2 separate regions of the Mus musculus genome follow, and region 2 is linked to region 1. The links are chromatin contacts, called in public HiChIP or PLAC-seq maps. All regions are on one chromosome and are shown on one strand. Each heading gives the region's core, a stretch centred on a gene start, on an enhancer-like site or on the middle of the called end of the contact. The rest is flanking DNA. Distances are from core to core; before and after follow the strand shown. Region 1 overlaps Mtarc2 (mitochondrial amidoxime reducing component 2). Region 2 overlaps Rab3gap2 (RAB3 GTPase activating protein subunit 2).

Region 1 (4,995 bases), core at 2,251-4,750:
AAATTATCTCGTGAAGTAAAAGTTCTACTGTTGGTCCCTTGAAATTTGCCTGTTGTTTTTTGGGGGGGGAGTTTTACTTCAAGCAGTGTTCCAGTTTAGTCTCTCTTGCTGTAATAAAAACCCCTGACTGAAAGCACCTGGGAGCAGGAAAGGGTCACACTTTCAAGTGACGGTCCCTCTTTGAGAGGGGTCAAGGCAGGAACTCAGTAAGAACTTGAAACAGGAAGCAGGGAGAAACGCTGCTGGCTGGCTTGCTCACTTTCTGGCTTATGCTCTGTTAACCTTGTATAGCCCAGGTCTACCTGTCTAGGGAATGGTGCTTCCCACAGTGGGCTGGGCCCTCCTACCTCAGTTGCTAACAAGACAGTCCTCCACAGGTGTGTCTACAGGCCAATCTGATTTTTACAGTCTCTCAATTGAGACTCAAGGCTATGTCAAGGTGACAGTAAATGCTAACTAAGGTAGAAAATAAAATATTTTTTATTTGTCTCCTAAGACATTGTTTTGGTACTAATTTTGCTTTAGGACCTATGTCAAGGTGACAGTAAATGCTAACTAAGGTAGAAAATAAAATATTTTTTATTTGTCTCCTAAGACATTGTTTTGGTACTGATTTTGCTTTAGGACCGTGAGCTAAGGGAAGAAGAGAAGATGATGTCATGTCTACTGGCTGTAGCATTCTTGCTTTTCAGTAACTTGTCAAACTTAAACTAAGGCTAAAATAAGCATAGCCCTTTTCTGGCGACATTTGGCTGTGTAGTCTTTTTAAAAAATTCTTTTTTTTAAAGAAAGCCATTTAGCTGTTACATTTCTGGGTTGTGATGGGCTTCCAGAAATACTAAATAAGATATGACGTTCTTATTTTTCTAGAAAATTCTATAGCCATGCATCTTTTTAACAAACTCATTACTGTGAAACAGTGAGCCATTGCTGATTTAGTCCACGTTAAGCGAGGAAGCCCAGGATGAAGGCATAGATCCGCTGACCCGTCTGCCTCCTGCCGTCAAAACCCTTTCAATTATTAATGCATACATATAACACATACATATTTAATCCTCAACTAATAAAAACATCAAGCCTTAGCATGATGCAGAAGTCCGGGCATCGTTTATTGTGAATGTGGGGCAGTAGAGGACGGGTGCATTGTGGGACATTTGCAGCTTGTGGTGCCGAGTGTCGTGGACTTTCCCCGTGGGGAGTTAGAGGATGAAGCCAGTCTTAAAAGGCTTGGGCCAGTGCGGCGCGTTAGATTTCTGCAACACTGTGATGAGGTTTTAAAACAAGGCCGGTGTTTGATGCTTATCTCTGCTGCTGGCAAGCGAGGTGCTCCGTGTTCCCTGGACTTTGCTCACTGTCCTGAGCTGAGCGTGAGATGTTTTAATAGGGCGCCTTCCTTATGTAAGTCCTCCCTCTACTTGTTTTCCAAGAGCTGGGGGAGACAACTGTGGAAGAATCTCAGTGCGTCCCCTGTCACGTGGGATGGGGCTCAGCGCGTTCTCTGTCACGAGGGAGGGGCTGTGTTTTGTTTGTTGAGCTTCAGACTCCCCGCGGAGCTGAGGCTAACCCGGTAGTGTTCAGGATTGCAGGCACGCCTTTTGTGAGGTTCTGGTAAGCAAACCCCGGCTGGACGCATCCTGGATTCTATCTACTGAGGTCCAGCCTCAGTGCCAGTAGCAGGGTCAGCCCTGGTAAGCACTCGGGTGGGAGGCTTTCCTAAAGCCAGGCAGCTGTGCTGAGTCCCGGCCCCACCACTCAGTGCTGGGGCGACCTTGACCGCAGCAGCCCTGCCCATTCTAACAGGGAGAAGGTAGCGCTGGGGCAAATCCTCATTTCTAGACCTTTGTCTCTGATGGCCATGCTTGTCCACTGGCTTCAAGGACTTCTTTAAAATCTGTATGTGTTTATTTATACAGTTCCACAGAGTCAGAAACCAGGGACACAGGGAGCTTTTAGAATGGTCCATTAAAGACACTTTTGCAGATAAGAGTTATGTCTTTTATTTTATGGATGTAATTTTGACGTGCCGTATCCCGGCTGGGTGGGTAATTCCACGGTGGAGCACCCTCCCTGCCTGTACCCTGGAGAACCTGAACTGGGTCACAGGTGGGCCTCATGGTCCGTCCCCAGCACAGGTACAAGCTCAGCCCAGCTGGTATTGCTTCTCTCTCTGATGTTCCCCTGGTCTCTGTGGTGTTCTTAAATACCAACCGCTGGTAGGTAAGACCCCACGCTGGCTTCCATTGTCACGTGATGTATGCTTTCTCTCTGGCCAATGAATCTATGTATTATGATCATGTATAGGTATAATATATTTTATATGGTGAGATGTATATATAGTCCTAGCTGTGGATATAAACGTGTCTGCTTATAGAGAGGTAAGAAGTGAACAAGAGAGTAAAAGTAAGGGTTTTTCTGTGCCCTCTGCTCTGACGAGGGACACAGAGACCTTTATATTTGTTAACAGCTTCGGGCACTATAGCTAGGCAGATTCTGAGCTATTCTAACCAGACAGTGCAGGCCTAGCCTACTTCCCCCACGTGGCCCATTACCTGCCATCTTGGTCTTATCCAGCACTTTTCTCTTCATCTGTGTCCCGATGGCCAACTTCCCTGGTCCCCACCGGAGACCCTCTCCATCTGGGTTATAATCTCTCTGGGCTTGGAAGTCCCATCTTTCCTCTCTTGCCCAGCTATTGGCTGTTCAGTTCTTTATTTTAACCAATCAGATGGTGATGGAGTATAATGTTTTACAAAATACTGAATCAGGTGATACTTTAATGACAGTAGCAAAGTTCTGACTGCCACCAGATCTCTGGGTACAGAAGTCAGCATTTGAATACACAGTGCACTAAACACCCCCCCCCCCCAACAAAAGACGCTCTCTCTATATTAGGTCTAGTTTAACTTTCCTACATTTAAAACAAATACTTGTATGGATTGTGATGACTGTCTCACGCTGTTTGTGTGTGATTCACCCCCCTCCTTGCCCCCAGCTCTTCCGTCATCTTTTTCTCAGGGTCTTGCATCAGGTGGAAAGCCTGGTGTAGTCTTAGTTTTCCTATTTACAAAGCGTGCACAGCCTGACAGAAAATCCCCAGGATGGGCTGGCTGGAGAGGTGGCTCCGCAGTTAGCGCACTGGCTGCTCTTGCAGAGGACCCACATCTGGTTCCCAGCACCTGCATGGTGGCTCACAGATCTCTACAGCCCCAGAGCTTGAGGATGCAATTCTGTCTTTGGGCTTCCTCACGCACTGCGTGCACATAAACACATGCAGAACACCGGCACACTGTTAAAAAATAGTAACAATAAAAACATTCTCAGTGTCATTGCACAGAGTGGAGCCCATAACACAGAGTATCATTCCCGTCTCCCACCCCCCTTTTTTCCTTGACCATTTCTCTTCCCTTTTCTCTCTTCCCACTCAAATTCCTCCTCGCTCTGACTAGGGGCTCGATTTTGTAAGAGTGCAGCTTGGTTTTTAAACCAGCAGGGGGCGCACTAGACTTTTCTAACGGTTTCCTGGTTTGTGGAGCCCCTGGAATCCTGCTGGATAGTGCGTTTCTTTGCGTTGATATGTCTAGTGAATATTAAACTCCTCCATGGTGAATTTAATTTTGAGTTATTTAAAACCCACTTTTTTCCTTTAGAAACTAAATTAACCATTGCGTTTAAGCTTAAACGTGGTCGTTTTTCAAATCAGCGTTTTTGAACCAAAATGTGAACAATGATCAGATGAGGATGGGTGCCTAATAAAGTCATTAACAGGACGCAGTCAGAGCTAGAATTTGGAGGCGTTAAGGACAGATTGTAGGAAGCCAGATAAACTGCTAAGGAGCCCTGCACTTGACCTATGGAACATTTGACCTAGTTGAGCTAAAACCCTAACTGAACATGTCAAGGTCGCTGGCTTTCTGTGAAAGCCATAGTGCAGAATTCCACAGACAAATAGCTTGGAATGTTGAACTCATTGTCACTTGGAGTAAGGGAATTGGGAGTTGGCGAGCCTTGGTGCCAAGCTGTCTTTGGCTCACATGCTTGTGGCTGCAGCGCCCTCGTGTGGTGAAAGGAGCGTAGAACCCCTGCCCGCTTACAGTCCTGGGCCCTTTGCCTTTCAGACAGGCGCTGTACTGGTCACCCTCCAGCGGGAGGTTTGCCACGTGCTGTCTTTGGTGTTCCACTGTTTGAACACCGTTTGTCACATGGTGTGACCTTGGCTTTTACAAAGCTTACGTAGTTCCTGGGCCAACGGATTGCTTGGAACATCGTGTTTATTTCCACCAGAAGCAGTTTCTTGGAGGGTAACTGGGGACCCAGGGCATCTGTGGAGACCTCTGTACTGTTGCTGTGGTCACATTGGGTGGGAGGTGTCTGGTTTTGAAGACCCAGTTTGTACTGGGATACTAATTGTGCTTTGCTCAATAATGCCTATAGACCCAAGGGAGGAGCTAGTTTGCCTTTGAATGCAGAGTGGATCATGATGTCATAGCCAGTTGCAGAAGGGAGACTAGGTGGTGCTCCTTCCTGCCTTTGCTCTGCCCTCCTTAGAAACTTAAGTCCCTCTCAGGCCCTGAGGGAGTCAAAGCCACCAGCTAACCAGGGGTCAGTTCTTCCTCGTATATGTCTCTGGGCATCTATTTAGAAGCCTCACCTGGTTGACGTCAGTTTCTAAGGACCATTGTTTGCATCTGATTGTAGGCATCTTCAAATGCCCCATTTCTCCTAGAGGCCCAGACAAAGGAGTGTACGGATTATCAGTGGGTCTCAGTAGATCAGTCACAAACCTTCAAGAGATGGACCTAGGCTGTAGCCTAGGCTGTGGGGATAACCCGAGTCATGGAATTCCCAGATCTGTGCCCATATCCCCCAAGGTCTGGAATTACAGTCGTGGGGCATCCTGCCAAGCTCCTAAATCACTTTTTAATTAATAAGAGGGACCATAATCTTTATGTAGCTCTATGTAAGCATGTGACTGTGTGATATTAAATGTATAGCTAC
Region 2 (4,684 bases), core at 516-3,015, 460 kb before region 1:
GAGCCACCCGAGCAACATCGGAAACATTTTTCTCTGAAGATTTGAAACCTGACAGTCAGCGGAGTTAGTTTTAGCCAGTCACAATCTTATTTAGATCTAACTTTCTAATGACAAAGAATTGATATTTGTGTGCGCCTGGGTGTCTGTCACTTTGTTGTGGAGTCCCTGAAGAGTATTCTCAGCCTTCTAATGGAGTTGGCTTCTTCCCTTGATTAGAATGAGTATGGTACACGTACTGTGAGCAACCATGACCATGGCAGACAGCAATAATTGCACTATATGGCTACATTCCAGATACACTTGAACTGCAGCCAGGGCTTGCTGATCTGCAGAGCGCAGTGCATTTCCTCACACTTGTCAGCACTTGGACTGCTCTAGGCACTACAGGGTCCAACACTAGCCGAGGCTCATCTTCTCCACCTAGCTGAGGTAGGTATGCTAAGGCTGTGACAGCACAAAGTGCCCCATCCTGTTCCCGGACAGGCAACATGACCAAGTCCCAGAAACAGACAGTTTTGAACACTTGGAAGAAAAATAAAGTTGAATTTTTAAATATTGTTTCTTTGCTTTGTTCTTTTTTTTTAAACATGTCTTACAAGATAATACATTTTTACAATTACCTGATGTGGATACAATTTTGGAACTTGACAAAATAGAGTAAATTTTAATTTACATAATAACTGATCTTGCTGCTTTGTTCACACCTCTGATTCCTAAGTCTGGCAAGGACAACAGACTTGAGGTCCTTCCCCAAGTTCCCCGGTCCCCTGCTGATCTCAAGCCATTTCTCCTCTGACAGCAGTAGCACCCTGGACAGGAAGTGGTTAGCACCCAGAGCTCCCTGCCAGGTGGCATCCCGGTACACGACCAACCATGAGGACATCTCTGTGTGTTTGAAAGGGACATGGGCTGTATCTCTAGTGTGCTCATGGAAGCAGTGTGAACACACTTAATCCCCACGGAATCATTTGGATAGGAACTAGACTACTACACTAAGAACAAAATCTGCAAATTATAACCAGTAACAATACCAAAGTTTAACAATAAAACTGCTTATTTGAATGAAAAAATAAAGAATAAAGCATCTGCATTAGTCACAGGATAGTTAATGTGTTTATAGTTTATCTTCAGTCTTTGCTGAAGATGGGGAATTTAGACAGGATTGCACATTTTAAAGTAATATATTTATTTATTATACAAAAAAAAAAACCTTCCGAAGTTCCAGATCTTACTATGAAAAATGACATGCAGTGGTTCATGTAGTCACAGGACTGTAGGCTACTGTCATAAAGTCGCCATGGCTTCCACGGCATCGATGAGGTGTAAGGCGAGGCTGTACTGCCCGTGCTTCTCTGGCAGGAGCTCCATCACTTTATGCACGAGTTTAGCTGTTGCTGCAATAGGCACGCCAGTGTTCTGAAGATCCTGAGGGTTCTGCGAATGGGACAGGACAGCCATTAGTTTGATGCAGCCAAACATGACCTTACTGACTTAAGCTTTACTGTGGAAGTTCTCCCAATAAAAGCATCTCTTTGGCCGGGCGTGGTGGTGCACGCCTTTAATCCCAGCACTCGGAAGGCAGAGGCAGGCAGATTTCTGAGTTTAAGGCCAGCCTGGTCTACAAAGTGAGTTCCAGGACAGCCAGGGCTACACAGAGAAACCCTGTCTCAAAAAAACCAAAGAAGCTCCCTGGCGAGGCCATCCATCGCGGAGCGTCTGCTCACGCCGCCCTCCACTCACCATTGCCTTCAGCCAGGTGCAGAGTGTGGGCGGGAGTCTGGCCAGCAGCTCCATGCCTTCCTTCGTCTGGGTGTGGAAAAGCGCGTGAGCCAGCCTTTGCCCGGTCAGCACTAGCAGCTGAGACGCCAGAACTTCTTTGTCCTGAACTTGAAAAATGGCCTGAGGGTGAACATGGAGAAACAATTCAGCAAGAGCTATTGTCCCAGGGTTGCCAATGAAGACTCTACTTCGGCTCTCAGGTGTACGGACGAAGGGAAATTGAAATTGACCTAGAATTTAAACCCAACTTTTGCTCATCAGCTAATTTTTGTTACCTAAATTTTCAATTCATGACACTGTATCTCATTTACAAAAAATGGGAGAGTGTTAGATTCTGCCGTCTGACGGCTACTGAGTACTCCGAAGTGGCCTCGGGCTTGGAGAACAGCCAACCTCTCCTTATTGCTGATGGAGTCACTCGCTCCTAGCCTGAGTGCATACCTACCCACCCTGACTCATTGCTTATGAGGTCTGGCAGCCACACTGGCTTTCTGGTCTTGGACCTTGCCACGCTGCTCCCTATCTCTGGACCTTTGGACTCCTCTGTTCCTCAGCTCTGGGAGCGGCTAGTTGGTTCTCCTTGAGGGCGGTTTCGTTACCACTTTCTTTCACCCACTGAGACTCCTGTGACTCGGTTTACGTTCATCTCTTGGTACAGAACTTCATGCTTCTCTGTTCCAGCAGATGATCAATCCTCAAGGGGCCTCACCTGTTTACTGCTCTGTGTCTGTATGAACCTGGCAGCAGGCACAAATCCAGACAGACACAGCTTTCTATTCCTTTGTTGACTAGACTTGGTCTCATGTCCAAACTGGTTTATGTAGATGAGGCTGACCTTAAAAGTTCTTATCCTCCTGCTTCTGCATCCCAAATGCACACAGCACTATATCCAGCTCTGGCTGTGTGTTTTATAACTTCCACCCCATGAGCATCTCGGGTCATCCCTACCTCCTCTCCTCAGAGGCCAATGAGCATCTCGGGCCACTCTTACCTCCTCTCCTAAGAGGTCAGCTCCATGGCTGTACAGCTCCCCCACATAGTGCCTTCGAATGACATCGTCGCTCACTTGAAGGTGATGGGCTAAGTCCACAGCCAAACCTGGCCAGTTGAGGTCTTTCCAATGAGTGTTTGCTGCTTCTGCAGAGGGATCTTTGTCCTTGGAATGCTGAGCCTGGACAGCTGCACTGACAACTTTCAGTAAGAACTTGAAGACAGGAAGGCACAGCACTGCCTCGTCAGTACTTTTCATTTAAAAGTAGCCCAGTGCTTGCTCTGTAAGCTGGTGGCCTGTGTTCAATCCCAAGAGGTCCTCTCCAGGTGGAGGAGAACTAACCCCAGAGCTGCCCTTGCCCCTCCATACTCATTGCCACAGGACAAGCTCCTCCCAGACACATCAATAACATAATTAAAAGTGCCTCAAGCCAACTTTGTCAAACAGACTACATTAAAAATATTTTTAATTTTTAAAATATATATATGTGTGTGTGTGCATTTATGTGTACACATGTGCACACAATGCCATAGCATGAGTGGAGGAATCAGTTCTCTCCTCTAGCATGAGATGGAATCAAGGTCACCAAGTGTCTTCACTCAACTGTCCCACTGGCTCGAAAATGGTTTTTCTCTCAATAAAGGCACACACACTAGGGAAACTAGCTCCTGGGAATCACTTGAAGAAGTAGGCCATCCTTTTAAAAGACAGCTGTATTTCTACTTTGCTATTTCCTCCTAAGAAACAAGAAAATTCACTGACTAACTTACCTGTTGTCTTACTGAAATAAAATTTGGATCCATTTCCCCACTAGGTAATAACTGAATTGAAGTTAAATCCTTAAAAAATGCATTCTTTCCCTAAAGAGAAAGACAAGAAAGCAAACGCACCCTGGTGAGTACCGATGAAGGGAGACTAAGGGGGATTCTAGAGCTGACCTCTTTATGAGTAACTAACTAATGGTTGGCTTTTACTTTTTTCTTAAACAGAAAGATGTCAGCATTCTATTCGCATGGTGACCACTGTCCAGTGTGTGACCACCAGCCTTTAAGATGGCCCCACTCATCTAGTATTTGAGTCCCACGTTATTCTTCCCCTGAATTGTGGGCTGCTGGCTGCGAGCGACTCTAACTAGACAGGGACAGCACGTGACGTTACAGACTGGGATTCTGCTTTGGGTGCTCTGGTTCACCCCGAGAGGACCCAGTGGTCAGGAGAGCAAGCCTGCAGACAGTTACACGGACCAGATCACATTCCCCAATCCAGCTGAGCCTTTAGCTGACACCACCATGAAGCAACTCCACCATGGTCTCACGAGATCCTTTATGCCAAAGGCAGTTAGGTAAGAAAGTCAGATTCCTGACCCATAAGACCTGGAAAAATGAACCAGGCATGGTGGATCATGTCTGCAATCCCAGGGCAGGTGAGAGGATCTTGAGCTCCAAGGCTATTTAAGTGACACTGAAAATTACCACGGTCTGTGGATCTGGCTCAATAACAGGAATTGCTACCTTATACAAGGCTGAAAGCTCAAACTGTAAGTGTTGGTTGTTGCAGACACTTAAGTCTTGTGGGGTAATTGGGTAAGCAGTAGGAGATGACTGGAACAATGAGCATACATGCTTAAAGAGTCATACAGAACTGGGCAGGCTGCGTAGATGCTCATTGGGTAAGAGCCCCGCTGAACAAGCATGCGTCCTTGAATTCACATCCTGAGCATTGACAGAAAAGCTGGCATGGCATCTCAGGCAGTAAGGAAGAACGCTACTCTGAGGAAGACACCCATCTTCCTCTGGCCTCCACACTCCTCCCAACACAAAAACCAACCAAATAATAGGGGGTCAGATTTCCCTCAGGAGGAAGTAGAGTGAGAGCACCCAGGCCTGCCACTCAGCAACACTTTACCTTGAATTA

What was found. HiChIP or PLAC-seq counts read pairs in DNA pulled down with a chosen protein or histone mark.
Region 2: a FOXA1 HiChIP or PLAC-seq map of pancreatic cancer cells shows a contact between it and region 1. The contact joins two enhancer-like sites. A contact is called at or near these places in 8 of 39 promoter capture datasets (the 3T3-L1 cell line, 3T3-L1-derived adipocytes, embryonic stem cells and 4 more) and 1 of 115 datasets of contacts at active chromatin or transcription factors (pancreatic cancer cells).

The regions. Positions count from the first base shown.
Region 1 is chr1:184,823,801-184,828,795 of GRCm38.p6, reverse strand. All of the region lies in intron 4 of Mtarc2 (mitochondrial amidoxime reducing component 2), which reads left to right. Among named protein-coding and RNA genes, the nearest start is that of Mir1981, 3.8 kb to the right of the region's middle. Within about 2 kb of position 3,500, at least 19 of the 459 cell types and tissues checked have an H3K27ac peak or open chromatin away from gene starts, as enhancers often do. A contact at or near this core is called in pancreatic cancer cells, where this site is marked.
Region 2 is chr1:185,280,597-185,285,280 of GRCm38.p6, reverse strand. Rab3gap2 (RAB3 GTPase activating protein subunit 2) reads right to left here. Exons shown (of 35, transcript NM_001163754.1): 32 at 3,541-3,630; 33 at 2,771-2,983; 34 at 1,741-1,899; 35 at 1-1,434. The coding sequence ends at 1,285. Among named protein-coding and RNA genes, the nearest start is that of Mir194-1, 30 kb to the left of the region's middle. Within about 2 kb of position 1,765, at least 57 of the 459 cell types and tissues checked have an H3K27ac peak or open chromatin away from gene starts, as enhancers often do. A contact at or near this core is called in pancreatic cancer cells, where this site is marked.